2 separate regions of the Sus scrofa genome follow, and region 2 is linked to region 1. Evidence: chromatin contacts called from public promoter capture Hi-C data. All regions are on one chromosome and are shown on one strand. Each heading gives the region's core, a stretch centred on a gene start, on an enhancer-like site or on the middle of the called end of the contact. The rest is flanking DNA. Distances are from core to core; before and after follow the strand shown. Region 1 holds the start of ATP11B (probable phospholipid-transporting ATPase IF). Region 2 holds the start of DCUN1D1 (DCN1-like protein 1).

Region 1 (4,619 bases), core at 1,580-4,079:
CATAAGCTGTTGAAAATCGAGTCATATAATGAATATAGTGTATTTGTATACTGAGTTATATTTGTATTTATATTATAAATATAACTCCAAAAAACCTGTCTTTGTGATCTGTTTATTAATTTCTCCAAATGTGTCCCATTTATATGAATTTTTAAGTGATCCTACTGCTAAAAGACTCAATCCATTGAGCAAATGAAAATATGATTTAAACTAGACTTTGAATTGAATTAACTCCTGGTATAGTAACTAGAATGGCTGTTTATAACTGGAATAATAAAACTGTGTATCCACTATCCTTAGTGTATGACTTAAGTGACTGCACAAACTTAATCAGAGAGACAAAGTCCTACATGGGCACAGGTCTGATTACTTACTTGGAAGATCTGATAACTTAAAAGTAAAACCAGTGAGGTGAGCAACTAATGTCAGAGATGGCATTCTTTATGCAAAGCAACTTGTTCAACTTGTTAACCACTCCATAAGGCAGTAGTCTTGTAAATTAACCACACAACTTCCTTCCCTTCCTTTCAGCTGTGCTCAGTTGAAGCCATTTTAAAAACATTACCACACTGCCTACGCTGAAGATGAGACTGGTTATACAACCAGAATTTTATTCAGGCTAACAAAAATATCTAACACTGAGAACTGTAGTCTTAATCTACTAGGAAAAAAAAAAACCAAACTTTGAGACTCACTTTAAAAATGATCTTCCTGAGTTCCCGTCGTGGCACAGTGGTTAACGAATCCGACTAGGAACCATGAGGTTGCGGGTTCGATCCCTGCCCTTGCTCAGTGGGTTAACGATCTGGCGTTGCCGTGAGCTGTGGTGTAGGTTGCAGACGCGGCTCGGATCCCGCGTTGCTGTGGCTCTGGCGTAGGCCGGTTTAGACCCCTAGCCTGGGAACCTCCATATGCCGTGGGAGCGGCCCAAGAAATAGCAAAAAGACAAAACAAAACAAAAACAAAACAAACAAACAAACAAAAACGGGAGCGGCCCAAGAAATAGCAAAAAGACAAAAAAAAAAAAAAAAAAAAAAAGATCTTCCTAGCACGCAAAAATATCAAACAAGCCTTCCACACATGAAGATGGGAAAACCAAAAGCATGAGATCAGACCCATAATAATTAACATCTGAGAGTCAAGTTACCCAGCTGTGGCTTACTGCAAAGAAGCTGAAGTATTACAACAATATGGTATTATAATGGCATCATTAGCTTGGTTTCCTAATAAGGCATATATCTGAATTCACAATTACCTAAAAATAGAGAGCTAGCATTTGTCTGAGGGAGTGGCAGGCAACAGTAGTTTTATTTATAAGATTTTTTTGGAGAATGATTCCCACAGCAAAATGAATTAACACAAGGCTGGCTCTGAAACCGCATACATTAGTCTAAACGTAAAAATGTTCTGGAGCAGGCAAATAGAGGTATCAATGCTTTAGTCCCACAAAATCTTTACAGTCCCATGAAAATCATTTTTGCCTCACTGCCTTTTGAATTAGTAAATGAGAACACCGATCGTAGAAGCATTTAATTACTAATGCGATTTAGAAATTAAGCATCAACCAGTAACAGACCTCAACATGGAGACAAGGCTAGGCTTCTTCAGCCAGGAGCAATTTCTGTCCTAATTGTCACTGATGCCTTACTGCTGTATTTTGAGGGCTGTAGTTGCCAGGAGGCAAGAAATTTTTCTCTGTGAATTAATTCTGAGAAAGGTGGCACTTTTTATATGCCTTAAATCACCCTTTTCTAAGAGTCTATTTTTCTACAAATGTTCCATAAAACTGAAAAGTTAAGCACTGGTTCCCAACCGGTCTTCTCCAAACCGCCTGGAGGAGAACGGAAAAAAGTAAGGTTTGCCTTCCAAGTTTCACTTGGGGTTGGGTGAGGACAAGGTATAAAGGAAAACAGTCCTTCATAACTACCGTACTTATCTTCTAAACTAGACAGGGTGTTGGAAAATTCTTTCTTTCCCTCACCCAGACGTTGGGTAACATTTTCGTTGAGAGTGGTTAGACTAGATAAGCTACCCTCCTTTAGGCAACCTTGAAAACAGTGAGAAGGGGCTGAAGACAAGTCCTTCCCCTCCACTCAAACGCGTCCCAAATTGCTAGAGGCAGGAAACACAAACCTCTTTTCTCTCCCCAAGACCTACTCTCTTTCCGTTCCCTCGCCCTAGTTCCTCAGGAGGTCGCCGACCACCCCCGGCCCCGCTTCTGGCCGCAGCCGCCCATAAAAGGCGAGGAGGAGGTAGTAACCGAGAAGTGCGGGCAGCAAGCAGCCGCCTCCCGCCTCAGCCTCGGCAGCCCGGGCTCGGAGGCAAGACGCGTGCCGGGGCTGCGCGCGGCTTCGCCGGCTCCGGGACCCGCGCCCGCCTCCGCCGCGGCCTAGCCGGGAGCCCGCGCCGCCGGCCCGTCCCCGCCACCCGGGCCCGAGAGGCCGAGCAGGATCGAGCGTCCGGGAGCTGAGGGACAGAGGCACCTACCAACTGCTGTCGAATCCAGCGCCACATGCCCCCGCCGTCGCCTTCCCGGTCCCGCGGGACTGGGGGTCCGAGGTGCTGCAAGTGGAGGCCGACGAGCCAGAGGGGGAAGTAGTAGAGCCCCTCTGGCTGAAGTTCCGCTCGACGCCGCCGCCACCACCTCACTCCCCGCGCCGGGGCCGCATCTTGCCGTGCCGGCCCCGAGGTCCTACAGGCGCGGCCCCGGCGCCGCCCCCACCCGGCGCAGCCGAGCCTGCTGCCGAGCCGCAGCCACCTTCATTATTGACCGTTGTCACCCGAAGCACCGCCACAACCCCACCCCCGGCCCCGGGCCCCACCCGGGCCCGCCCCCGGCGCCCCGGCCCGCCCCGGATGTGACGAAAGGGATTGCGCGAACCGAGGGGCCCGGCGCGCCTCGCAGCCGTCAGGGAGCGGGGCTCGGCTGCATGGGCGGGGCTGGCGGAGAGGGCGGGGTTCCGAAGCGGAGTTGGAGCTCTGCCCCCCACCCCCTTATTTCAAGGGTAGGATTAAGTCGCATCTGAGTGTCAGTCTACCAAACGGGCGGTTCTGGCTGACTGCTACGTTTCTACCTCCTGTTGCAGGTCTGTTTCTGCCTTCTTTGCTTCCCCCAGTCGCCCAATGCGCATACGCGCAATCTGGAGTGTAGCGACTGAAAGTTAATCCCCGGAGGTCTTCAGTTGCGGTTCAGTTAAATTACCAAAGTCTTTGCCTCTATGCAGCTCTTTTTAGCAAACGACTGAACTGGGGCTAGAGGAACAGTGATCACCTTTAAGTGATTTTGAAAGGAGATGCAACTTCTTTGTGCCTGGCCCAGTGTAGGACCAGTGTTTCCCAGACAATGGACGAGATATTCTGTCTTGCAAGTGCCAAATTGAATAGATTAGGGAGAAAAATACTTTCTGAGGGAAGGTAGTTGTTTACTGTTAATTGCCAAACTCCTGCAATCAAAAACACCCCATAAGTAGCAAGACCTAGGTAAGATAAGGGTGTGGCTAAATAGCAGTAGGAAGCAGCTGGAGCAAGGCCTTGACCTAGAAGGTTGAAATGAAGCTCCAGGTCTGGCTTTGTTCAAAAGCAGGCTCCTATACAACTTGAGTGTTACTGTATGCCTAGTGTGTGCAGCATTTTGCTGAATTAAAACACACTTTGGGGGAGTTCCCATCACAGCTCAGCTGAAACAAAGCTGACTAGCATACCTGAGACCGCAGGTTCGATTCCCGGCATTGCTCAGTGGTTAAGGATCCGGCTGCCCTGAGCTGTGGTATAGGTCCCAGAGGTGGCTCAGATCCTGGAGTTGCTGTGGCTGTGGTGTAGGCTGGCAGCTGTAGCTTCGTTTGGACCCCTAGCCTGGGAATCTCCATTTGCTTCGGGTGCAGCCCTAAAAAGACAAACAAAAACAAAAACAGAAACAAAAAAACCACACTTCACCATTCAACACATGAGAGTTTTGTTTTTGTTTTTGTTTTTTTTAATTGCATTAAGCAAAAACAGAAATCTAAAGATTAGCAGAGCTGGGCAAGTCTTTTGGTTTCAGTAGACATTCTTTATTATATAATGATTATCTAGCACCACAAATAGAGCCTTTCCTTAAGGGTATTTATGATCTGTAAAATCAGAATTAGAATTTTACATTATGGAGTTCCCGTCGTGGCGCAGTGGTTAACGAATCCGACTGGGAACCATGAGGTTGTGGGTTCGGTCCCTGCCCTTGCTCAGTGGGTTAACGATCCGGCGTTGCCGTGAGCTGTGGTGTAGGTTGCAGACGCGGCTCGGATCCCGAGTTGCTGTGGCTCTGGCATAGGCTGGCAGCTACAGCTCCGATTAGACCCCTAGCCTGGGAACCTCCATATGCCGCAGAGGGGCCCAAGAAATGGCAGAAAAAAAAAAAGAAACAAAAAAAAGAATTTTACATTATAAGTAACCCAACTTACCAAATTTAGCTAGATAAAAAGTAATCTTGTTTTTGTTCTTATGACTGAAACTTGCTTTATAACCCTAAAAAGAAATCTGAGATACATTTACTTTTCTGTAATAGTGATAAAACATTACTACCATTCATGGATCATTTATGTGTTCAAGGTCCTGTAATAAGGTCTTGCAATAAGGTCTTGCAT
Region 2 (5,266 bases), core at 2,229-4,728, 220 kb before region 1:
GTCACTGTAGAAAATAATGTTTACAAATTCTGTACTTAGAGAACCTCAGAGCCTTAACTTAAATACTTGAAAACTCATGACAAAAAAGGTAATATGAACATGTTAATGAATATTCTTTAATTAATTACATCTTGTGATTTATGCTCTACCTTCAGGACTTTTCCATTTAAAAAATAATCAGGGCAATTTTAACAAGTGTGTTTCTCTCAGTGACAATGACTGAGTAATAATTCTCCATTTCACATTCAGTACTGTAGCCTGAAAGTGCAATAATGGGTACAGTTGCTACTACATTTACCATCTGACCATATGGTATAACATCCATCTGCCAAAGAGGACAGACATTCCATTACGATAACAAACAGTATAGGCACAATTTTAAGGCAGATCAAAACATTAGTTAGCTGTCTTCTTTCTTTTAATTACCATCACCATGTAGCACACATCTATGTTCTATATGCAAGGCACTCACTTTGACACTGAACACTCAAAAGATGTGTGCAACTGGGTCCCTGGCCTGGTGCAGTGCACAATCTGGCAAGGGAGGTAGTTATGGAGGCAAATAATTATCATATGATGTCATCAGTGTAACAGAAGTGTATATAAGCTGTCACAGAAGTGCAGAAGGAGTAACATACTTAACTGCTGGAATCAAGGAATGAGGTCAGGAGACAATCACAGAGACGATGGTCTTTGTGTTGAGTATGAGGTCTTGGCAGGAAATAGAGTGTCGTGGTTAAGAGAATAGTCTGTAGCCATTCTGTTTCGGTTTATATCCCAGTCCTACTACATACCAGATGAGGAAGAGTAAGCATGTTATTTAACCTCTCTGTGCTTCAATTTCTTCCTTGGTAGGATGGGCATAATCACTGGGCATAGTTCACAGGGTTGACGTGAGGATTACATGAGTTAGGATGTGGCATGGATTTATTTGTTATAATTTATTTATTTTTTAGGGTCGCACTCGTGGCATATGGTAGTTTCCAGGCTAGGGGTCTAATAGAAGCTACATCTGCCAGTCTACACCACAGCCACAGCAACACCAGATCCGAACTGTGTCTGCAACACTGGATCCTTAACCCACTGAAGGGGGCCAAGGATCCTCATGGGTACTAGTCCGGTTCATTACTGCTGAGCCATAACGGGAACTCCTGTGTCATGGGTTAAAACAGTGCATGGTACCTGGAAAGCCCTAACAGTGGTTAGCCTGTCCACCAGGGATAGCAGAATGAGAGATGGCAGGGTTGGATTGTTAAAATTGAAATAAGAGGTGCGCTTGTGGGGAAGGTAGTGGGAAATGCCAAGATGAGTATAGAGGTTATGAGGCTAGAGCTTTATATGCCATACCAAAGAGGCTCACATTTATGGAGACCAAGGAGAATTTTAAGGATGAAATTCAGGTTTGTGTTATAGAAAGAGAACTCTGGAGCAGTGGGAAAGAGTAGAGGCCAGAAAATTAGTTAAGAAGCTATTGAGGGAGTTCCTGCTGTGGCACAACAGGATCAGAGGTGTCGCTGGAGTGCTGGGAAGCAGGTTTGATCCCTGGCCTGGCACAGTGGGTTTAGGATCCAGCATTGCCACAGCGGCAGTATAGTTTGGAACTGCGGCTCAGATCTGATCTCTGGCTAAGGAACTCTCCATATGCCCCACGGTGGCCAAAAAAGAAAAGAGGCTATGTGTTAAACCAAAAAAACATTTAGTGAGCGATTACACTTAGAGGGATGAAATAGAAGGAATCGGGAATGACTCTTAGCCTTCCTCGCTTGGAAGATCTGGTAAAAAGACAGGAGGAAAGCAGGTTTGGGAATAAGGTTTTGGATTTGTCAAGACTGACAGGCCTGTGGAGTAACCAAAATTAATGTGTAGAAGTCAAGATTTAGGACTCTTCAAAATACAGGTAGTAGTTGACATTGTGGGAATGTGAGTGAGAACATGACACAACTTGTATACAGGAAGAGATTCAGGGATAGTTCTGGAAAGGCCACCATTTAAGAGCCAAAGAGAGCTAAACCAGCAGAGGGAAGTGGTCACAGACGAAGGAAGAAATGTAGAAGAAAGTGGAATCATGGAAAATGATGGAAAGGAAATTTAAGGAGGAAATAAATGTTCAAATGCAGAAGCAAGGGCAAGTAGAATAAGAACTAAGAACTGTTTACTGGAGTTGGCAATTAGGAAAAAGAGCTTGAGTTGTAGACCCATGAGCTATTACGTCAATGAGGTATGACAGTGCGGGGAAAGAGATATCGAGAATCCTCTTCCTTTAGACCATAGATGTTAGTTGATCTTTCAGGTCAAATGCTAGGTGAATACCTGGAGAACATCCAGGGATATGGTCCAGCTTCAGGCTTGCTGCATGAGGCGTATCTGTCTTATTCTGACTGAGCTGTTTACCCAGAGCCTAGCAAGGAGATTGGTACATTAGTATAAGCACACTGAAGGCTGGTGAAAAGAATGGCTGTGTGGTTAGTGGTGGCCAGGGGTCTGTCTTGGTAGAGTCCTGGGAGCTCCTGATACATGGCTGCTCCAGGAAGGGTTAGGAGGTCCCCAGGGATTGCCAAAGAAGGTCTGTGGCTTTCATAAGAATTTTAAAGCTGTGAAGTTATAGAGTTGATCTGGCAGCTTATGCCAGTATTGGGGTGATAACAGGTGAGGGTGATACCACTTCCACTCAGGTTGGTTCTGTTCTGAAACACATAGATCTTTTCGCTCAATGTTAGATCTGCTTTTCTGATGTTTGCTTTATTATCTATTTTCTTATTTCCTTCCCTCGTGCGTGAAAGTGTCTCATCTCTCCAATTATGTCTTAAGGGCAGGGACTATTCCAAAGAGTCTTTTATACTCCCTGCAGCACATACTTGTCCACTGACCCCCAGCAGAGAATACTGGTATCCTCAGCCTCACCAGACTTAGAAGATTAGGTCAAGCCTCACATCAACCCTTGGTTTTAAAAAGAAAAGTTTACTTCCCAAAACTTATCCTAGGAAGGTTTAACTAAGTGGATATTTAGGTGCCAATGGTGGCAGGCATGGGGCCCTGAATCCTCAGTCCTCCTCACCTGGTACCCTAGGACCATCCCACTGGTCTTCCTGTGGACATAGGTCTGGGAAGAGCCTGTGCCATACTAAAGGGCATTACGGCTCCCACATGGCTAGACTAAGGTCGCCCATGGCATGTCCGCGTGGGCGACCTGATGAAGTCCATACTGGAACGATGGAGTTGGAGGGAGGGTGGAGAGAAAAAAAACATTGGGGTGGAGGTGTTTTCACTCTTCCTTTTTTGGGGGGGTGGTATTGATGTTGAGGGGAGGTTTGGCATGGATCTAGCGCCTCAGTCCTGGCCCTTCCAGTCGTCCCCAGTTGCTCAAGTTATGGGCCATCGCTCTTCCCCTCCTCCCGCCCGTGCATACCCAGCCCTGGCCGTCGGACGGAGGAAAGAGCGCGTAGGAAGCGGAGGTGGTGTCCCCCGGCCTCCCACCCCATTAGAGACCGCCTGGCGCGGCGGGAGGATGTCCGCGCGCGCAGCGCGTGCGTCGCCCTCCTGCCCCGCCGCGCCCCCCGCCGGGGAGGGGGGACCCCGCGCCCGGGGGAAGCCCCGCGCGGGTCGTCCGCTGCCCGCCCCAGTCCCTCCGCCTCCCGGAGGCCCGGGGCTGCCTCCTCGGGCCGCGCCGGGGCTGCCCCGCACTGCGCATGAGCGGGAGCCCGGCAAGCCCGTGAGAGGAGCCGCCGCCGCCGCCGCCGTCCATTCGCTGCGGAGTCGGAGGAGGAGGGGAGAGGCCTGGAGGACACCAACATGGTGAGGCACTGCGGCCGCCCGCCCCGCCGGCTGGCGGCCGGCGCAGCCGCGCACCCCCGCCCCAGCCGCCCTCCGCCCCGTGGCGACCCCGCCGCCCCGAGCCTCGGCCCGCGGCCTCCGTCCCGCTCCCCGGCAGGGCTCTCCTCCCCGCCTCTCCCTTCCTCCTTCGCCCCTTCCCGCCCGGGCGCCGCCGCTACGCGAGAGCCGAGGAGGCGGAGCGGAGCCGGGCCTAGTCGGGAGCCCCGGAGAGTTTAGGGCGCGGGGAGCGGCCCCCAGTGCCCCTCGCCCGGGGCCCGGCGCGGCGAGGGGAGGCGTTGGGGCGGGGGGAGGGGATGGGGCAACGGCCCTGCCCCTGCCCGGCCCCCTCGCTGGCTCCATTGTGTCTGGCGGGGGACCGGGGTCCGGGGTTCCGGCTGAGGAGCCTCCCCCCCGCCCCGGAGCCGGGGCTTCCCCCTCCGCCCCGCCGGGGAGAAGGAGAAGACTTTCCCGGCGCTCTTCTCCCTCCTCCGCTCCGGCTTCAACACCCTTCAAGTCTCCAGGCAGTTTTGCTTGGGGCGGGGTAACAGCCCTCTTCCTTTCTCCATCACCTCTCAGCGCGTCCCATGCTTTTGGAAAATGGGAGTTTCACTGGCTAGTTGGTGAAGGTTATATTTACGTCTCTGCTGAGACCATGGGAGACCGCGGAGCTGGGGGACGTGGGGGGAGGGGGGGTACGGAAGTGCAACCTGTTCTTATTTTATAAAATTAGGAGAAGCAGACTTGCTACCTTTTGAGCACGTATTTTATGTACTTGGGGTGGGAGGAGTAATTCCTTTATTATACCAGTTAAAGACCATTTGTGATTTTTAAAAAACAGTTTGTCAAGTTATTTCCCTCTCCTTTTTTTTTCTTTTTTGTTTGGAAAATGTCTAACAAGCTTAAAGACGTGGTATTTAAGTTATCTGTTTACATTTTGGTAATTGTGTACCTGACTCTTGGACTTTAGTTTTTGAGAAGCGATGTTTAGCATTATATCTGAGCATGAGTGGAATTCCATGTAGGATACTGTATGAATAGACAGTAAAAATGATATTGTTGTCCTTTTGCTCAGGGGGAACATAAAGGCCTCTTTGACGAGGGTGTGTGTGTGTGTCTGTGTTAAGGGAATGCCCCAGTGTCTTTGTTTTTAGTTGATCTTATTTTTGCTGAATGACGCTTATCTAGTCTCGCCTCCAACTTGGCAGAATTGTGGTGTCATATATGGACATGTGGTTTAGTTTGCTTTGTACTCAGGACTTACGTTCTCTGGTAAATTTCATGAAAATTTACCATTTGTGTTTGCAAGAAAACTGCTGTAAAGTGCAAGTTAATGTTTAGATTAATGTTGCGATGTTCAAAGATCCACCTGGGTGGCTGAACAGTTTCCAATTTCTTAAGCGTTTTGAGGGTCATAGACATTACTCCTAAAGTTTCCAGACTCTTGGCGTGTAGTTAA

The links. Promoter capture Hi-C pulls out the DNA fragments that hold promoters and counts their contacts.
Region 2: a contact with region 1 is called in a promoter capture Hi-C map of fetal liver, with 4 times the contacts expected there. The contact joins the promoter of DCUN1D1 here to the promoter of ATP11B in region 1. A contact is called at or near these places in 2 of 5 promoter capture datasets (fetal liver and liver) and 3 of 47 Hi-C or Micro-C datasets (fetal liver, heart right ventricle and liver).

Annotation. Positions count from the first base shown.
Region 1 is chr13:120,725,843-120,730,461 of Sscrofa11.1, reverse strand. It overlaps ATP11B (probable phospholipid-transporting ATPase IF), which reads right to left and starts at 2,829. Exons shown (of 31, transcript XM_021069876.1): 1 at 2,488-2,829. The coding sequence starts at 2,514.
Region 2 is chr13:120,949,037-120,954,302 of Sscrofa11.1, reverse strand. DCUN1D1 (DCN1-like protein 1) reads left to right here and starts at 3,478. Exons shown (of 7, transcript XM_003358695.4): 1 at 3,478-3,792. The coding sequence starts at 3,790.